Regions from separate parts of the Mus musculus genome. Here region 1 is linked to region 2. Evidence: chromatin contacts called from public Hi-C data. All regions are on one chromosome and are shown on one strand. Each heading gives the region's core, a stretch centred on a gene start, on an enhancer-like site or on the middle of the called end of the contact. The rest is flanking DNA. Distances are from core to core; before and after follow the strand shown. Region 1 has its middle 48 kb from the start of Gm11217. Region 2 holds the start of Tnc (tenascin C).

Region 1 (3,018 bases), core at 506-3,005, 280 kb after region 2:
AGGGTTCAAAGGTGATTGCTTGCTTTGTCATCATTACAGGGTATAAGCAAGAGTGGAACAACCATCTCTCTAAGGTCTTCTCAGAGCACTCATATACTGGATGCAGCCTTTACTCCCAAGACCTAATTACCTCTTAAAGGCCTTGTCCTTTAACATCAACATGTTATGTGTAATATTTTCTAGGCGTGAATTTTTAAAGGAACATAAAGGTTTAATTCCCATCGAATGGAGATGATTTTATGTACCATCTTGACTAGGCTATATTGTCTAGTTTAATCATCGGGATGTTGCTGTGAATATATTTTGTAGACTTGATTAGAGTTTGCAGTCCATTACTTTACTTATAAGACATCATCACCCTTAGCAGTTTGTCTCATCTAATCAGATGAAGGCTGTAAAGTATCTCAAGAAAGAGTGTATTCTGTCTCAACACATTAATGGAGAAAATGTGCCTGAACTTTGGGACTGCTTGCTTGTTTTACACATATCAATCTCCTTAGCTCTTCTAACAGGAAGAATACCTTTTTTTAAAAAAAATTGCATGTAAGTATGTATGTGCATATGTGTACATAGTGTGTGTATGCATATGTGTACATGGTGTGCATATGTGCATATATATACCTGTGCTTGCCTCTGTGTATGTGTGTGTGTGTATGTGGTGTATATGTGCATTGTGTGTGTGTGTGTGTGTATGTATTATGCTTGTGTGTAATTTTTGTTTCTGTAGAGAATCTTAATTGGCACAGAGAAGAGTGCAACTTGACAAGAAATGATGTTTTTGCTGATAGTTTCATGTCAACTTGTCTTTTTTTTTTTCATGTCAACTTGTCTTAACTAAGAGGAGGAAATCTCAATTAAGAAAATATGTCCTTAAGATTGAGCTTTGTAAAAGCCTGTAAGGCATTTGTTAAATTAGTAGTTGATGGAGGAGGACCTAGCCCATTGTGGGTGGAGCCTCTCCTTGTCTATTGGTCCTGGGTTCTATAAGAAATCAGGTTGAGGAAGCCATAAGAATCAAGCCAGTAAGCATCCCTCCTCCATGGGCTCTCCATCAGCTCCCTCTTCCAGGTTCTGTGTGAGTTCCTGTCCTCATTGCTCTTGATGATAAACTGTTATATGATAATATGAGCAAAATCCACCTCCATGTTACTATTCGTCTTGGGGTTTCATCACAGCAGTATTAACCTTAACTAAGACAATGTCATTAGTTTACATGAGAGTAGCTGTTGGAACAAAAGAAGCTTATAAACCTAGATGTGATATGGACAAACCAGGAGTTCAGGAGAAGAAAGTTTTCAGTTTTGATGTGGAATTTCGTGCTTCAGGAACAAGTGGTACAAAAATGTGTATGTATTAAAAGAAAAATTCAGAGAAATGGAGTCAGCATTATTTCCAATGTGCAAGAGATATTTTGGACATTTTGTGTGTCTAAAGGGAGCACTCTGACACATGTACCTGTCAGCATTTAGCAGTGACCTGAGGCTGCAACTGAGCAAAATACTTGTGACAGCAAACAGAAAGAGCTGGTCTTTTGTTTATTTTTTGTTGTTTTGTGAAGATAGGCCGATTATTTGAGCTAAGTGTCCTGGGCGTTCCTGAATAGGTTATGGATTTGTAGAGAAAGGAGGAGAAGGATCTTAGATAAAAGCAGAGGATCAGGCCAAGGCAAAGTGAGCAGTAATTAGTCACTGGTCATAACTAACCATGACTCAGACCTTCAGTGTGATAAATGGAGGCCTCACCACCAGGAGTGTGGAGGAATTATTAATGCATGTGTGTGTGATGAGACACTGGGTTATGGAAACCACACTAGAAGCTCCATTGTAATAGTTCAACAACTTTAACCCCAGTTTCCACCCAGCTGTACTCACTAGTCACAGGAGTCACTCAGAGGAGAAACATGAATCCTGACTCCAAGGAAGTATTTGACCCTGTGTTCTAATAGCACTCAGAATTTAACTCTGTATCATCATTCGTCACTGGAATGACGTAACTATGTTCTATATTTAGTCTTCAAGGACGTACTTGATCCTACAATGAGCCATTTCCTGAACTTCACATGGGGCAATACATTAGTGAACAAAAATAAGATTAAATCATTCGTCTTAGTGGGGTGCCATAAAATATGTTATTGACTTACGTTAATATGGGTAGTGATATTCTAGTGTGAAAATAGTAAAAGCTACTGCACTCACCAACCAGGAAGGCACAGTAACTGACATGCCACAATCAGCAACTCAGAGTCTCAGGATTTTTACCAAGCTAATGCTCACTTAAGGCCAATGAGATCTCTCTATTCTGTGATTTTCATTAACTCTCTCATCTCGAGCTCCAGACTATGGAGTAACCAATGTCTGCAAGATTGCTGATAACCACAACGTTAGGGGAATTAAAGGGATGCCTGTGTGTCTTACCAAGACAATGCAAAGTTCAGCTACGTGTTGCACTCAGTTGAGCTCTTGGATTAACTTATATACAGAATTAGAGACAGTCACATGTGTACAGTGTTTAAAACCCATAAACTTGACAGGTACAAACAGGCTGCTTAGGTCATATAAAGATATTTGTGTTTTCCTATGTTTAATATGGAAAATGACTAGAGGGTGTGCACATAAGAATGAGTGAATGATGACACGTAGTCTTGTTGAGATATGGTCTCCATGATTTATATTGTGCATGCCCATCCAAAAATTATGACAATAACACTGCTTTGGTATAAAGATAAACTGAAAAATATGTATTATATTTAGAATGAAGAAAACAATAAAGATTCTTGGAGTTTCCTGTCTATTTGTTTCCTCAAATAAGGAAGGATTTCTCCCAAAGTCAGAAACATACGTAGTTCATCACTGAATTCTCAAAGCTAAATGCCTAAATGCAAGGGTTGACCCAATTTTGGATTTTCATATGTATATGTAGTCCTCCAAAAGATGGCTGATAGGAGGGGAAGTATGCCACGGGCATCTGCATATCTCCGCCAAAGAATTCATATTTTCCTCAAAGAAACTGAACTGTCAC
Region 2 (3,194 bases), core at 378-2,877:
TCAGGAAAGGCAGTGGGGTGGGGAGCAGCTTTCATTTCTAAGGTGCATATAGGGAAAGCTCTATAAAACAAAGAAAAAAAAAGATTCCACGAAAACACACGAAAAAGAGGCATTCACTCTTAAAGAGAGCTCCCAGTCTGGCTCATCCTCTGAGGCAAAGAATCTGATTCCAAAGACCACCAGCCACACAGCACTCCATAGCCAAGCACTTCAGCCTGTAAATGCCTGAGGACATTCTGGAGTCAGAACTCCAGATTCACATCAAGCCCGAGGCTGCCACCTTTTCTCCTAATGGTGCCAACACACCCCTTGCTTGTAAAACACTACGTGCCAGGCTAGCAGGCTGTCTCAGATTGGGCAAGATAAGAAGGCAGAGGCTTTGGGGGTAAGCAGACACACTGAAAAACTGGGTTAAGAGGCCCCGCTTTTCACGTCCAGGGTGTTGGCAGCTTTGGGCCATGACAGAGATTGCCCAGTTGCTGATTTGATCTTTTTTGTTCCTCATTCGCTCCTCATTATAAGGGGAGCTGCTGTCCCCACTTTAGAGAAGTGGAAACTAAGGTCCATAGAAGTTACATATTTTCCTGACACATTTATGTTGTAGTGGCACTAGTGGGAATGCCCAAGCCACTTCTAGGGTCAAACCCCAACCTCTTATTCCCCCTGTCACAACGATGGCATAGAGGAATCTCTGTGCTCTTTCCAAAGTTCACCAGGGAAGGGAATATGTTACTGGGGTTCTGGGATAAAGTGTCAGGAGGGAGGCCGATTTGGGAGCAATATGGGGTTCAGATGCCTCCAAACCTTCTACACATGCCCCACCTGAGGTCTCTGAATCAGGAGGATGGCACCCTGCTTCAAGAACCCACAGACGTGCCCACCAGTTTCATCTTACAGCCTGTGGGCTTTTCATCCGTGCCCAGAACTCATCTCCTAGCTCTGGTATCCAGCTCTTATCTTTCCCCAGAGTGGACACTGAGGATCAAATGGGACAAGAGGGGAACGAAAACTGTCAAGTGCTGAGACTGTGTAGATGCACGGTTGTGTTCTCCCTACTACGGGTACGTGGTACTCATCCCACCCAAGTGCTGTGAGTGAATGCCACTTTAAAATGCAACTTCTCTAACGCTCCAAAAGGGGAAAATCCACAGGTGAGAATCAACGAGGTAAAAGGGTAAGAGTTAAAGTAAGACATTTCCTCCAAAGAAAGGCAGAGACAAAACTTTACCAAAAGTTCCCTGAGTTCCTCTGACTATTGACAGATCCATACCAAATACATGACCGCAGGAGGGCAAGCACAGAATAATCGGGCCGCATCTGATCACACCGGGCTTGGAAATTAAACAAAAGTTTTATAGTTACAAACCCACATCTTACTGGGTACCGGGAATGCCAGGAGCACACCAGAAAGATCCTGGGTGATGGGATCAACAGACTCACCTTTTCCAGGTCGGGAAAAGCAAAGTCTCTGGGTGCACCAGCTCCGTGAAGAAGTACCTGGGTTAAGCCACAACGAGTTCCCAAGCGCGCGGTCCCTAGCGTCTTCCCAGCCACTGTCTGTGCCCACCAGAGGCTAGGGTGTGTGTCTGCGCGCGGGAGAGACGCGTGACAGTAGGCAGGCTGTGGCCGGAGCAGCCAGCTTTGGCAGGCTTATATAGGGAGCTCCTTCCTCTGTAATGGGACGCCTCGCCTCCAGACATCCTTTCCCACTTTTTTTTTTTTCAGTTGGTGAGTTAAAGGCACAGCCCTCCCAGCGGAACAGGGTTAGCTCATGAAAGACGCACTCACTCCAGGCGCGCCGCCAGCTAACGGACCATTTGCATACAATTTATAGTGAAGAAAAAAAAAAGTAGGAATTTCAGCTCCCTCCGCCCCCGCAGAGTAGTTGTTAGTGAAGTGTGATTTTTGCATTGCTCCACAAATGAGTATTCTAATTGTGAAACAGAAGCCTTGGGAACTGGGATATGAGGGAACTGGATCCTGGCGCTGCTCCTGGACTAGAGCAAGCTGGAAACACGACCTGGGTTCCCTCAGGCTCTGGGCAGCAGCTGCGGGGTGGCACCTCGGAGAAAGCCTGAGGGCTGAACCTGAGTTCCTGGAAAGAGGAGATCGAGGAGAGTTGAGCAAGCCCGGGGCAGTTCAGGTTTCTCTTGGCCAGCTTGGAGATAACCCAAGATTAGTTCTCAGCAGGTGGGAACCATACTGGGAGCTTAGAAAAGTGAGCTTTTCTGAAGCAGGACCCAGCGGTGCCCAGCTGCCTGGAGGAATCTTTATCCAGATCCCAATGTCCCCTCAGGAGTCACTTTTTGACATTGTTTATGCCACATACTAAGTGCTTTCTACTTAGTAGGGTCTACTAAGTAGGGTGTAGTACTTAGCTCAGGGTGTACTCCTGAGCTCTCAGTGTACCTAGGTGCTGAGTGAAGACTTTTTTTTTTTTTTCTTAGAGAAGCACTAATATATTTCAAAAGGTAACACTATTTAGGTTGAAGTCCTCATTTAGCATGTTAAAGTATCCCCAAGGCACCTGGGGCCAAGCTCAGCTCACGGTACTTCTGGGCTTGTTTGGGACAGTGCTTATACCCTGCAATTTAGAGAAGCAGTTTAATGCCATCAAGGAATTGTGCCTGGGAAGCACTTAGAATTCATGGCTCCATGACACATTGGTGACCAGAAACAGTGAGTGATGCTTAAGTAGGAAACTGTCACCCATGACAACAGACACAGCTGCTTTGCTGGACTGTGGAAAATGCATCTCTTTGTTCTGTAATTTAGAAGAGACTTCTGATGTTTTAATTAACAACTATTATCGGAAATTTCAACCATCCACTTACTGATTGATACCATCCTTCAGCCTTTCTCATAACATTTAGTTTCAATCTCCCTGGGAGAATAAAGCAAGACAAAATTAGGCTATCCCTAGGGTGGCACCGATTCCAGGACTCGAAGACTGCCTGCTTAAGTGTTCCCTATCCCCCCCCCCCCCACACACACACACACACACACCGCTCAGACATCAGGAACAGCCATAAATAGTCATGTCGTAAAACGACTCATTTGAACTTTTAAACCATTTGGGCTGATTCAGATGTTGGTTGCTTTGGGAATTTTTTCATTCTGCGTGTTAGCCAAAACATATTTCAGTGGCACAAGCCTGTCTTTCCACCAGTAGTGAATGCTTCCACGCCTCTAGG

The links. Hi-C and Micro-C count contacts between places; a contact is called where the count stands out from the background.
Region 1: a Hi-C map of the C2C12 cell line shows a contact between it and region 2, with 3 times the contacts expected there. The contact joins the enhancer-like site here to the promoter of Tnc in region 2. A contact is called at or near these places in 1 of 15 datasets of contacts at CTCF or cohesin (the NIH/3T3 cell line), 5 of 484 Hi-C or Micro-C datasets (the C2C12 cell line, the C3H10T1/2 cell line, adipose-derived mesenchymal stem cells and 1 more) and 5 of 115 datasets of contacts at active chromatin or transcription factors (the NIH/3T3 cell line, astrocytes, craniofacial prominence and 2 more).

What each region holds. Positions count from the first base shown.
Region 1 is chr4:64,322,741-64,325,758 of GRCm38.p6, forward strand. No RefSeq gene overlaps it. Among named protein-coding and RNA genes, the nearest start is that of Gm11217, 48 kb to the left of the region's middle. Within about 2 kb of position 1,756, at least 24 of the 459 cell types and tissues checked have an H3K27ac peak or open chromatin away from gene starts, as enhancers often do. A contact at or near this core is called in the C2C12 cell line and adipose-derived mesenchymal stem cells, where this site is marked.
Region 2 is chr4:64,045,309-64,048,502 of GRCm38.p6, forward strand. Tnc (tenascin C) reads right to left here and starts at 1,628. Exons shown (of 27, transcript NM_001369211.1): 1 at 1,441-1,628. The region is part of intron 4 of 8030451A03Rik (a long non-coding RNA gene); the gene reads left to right.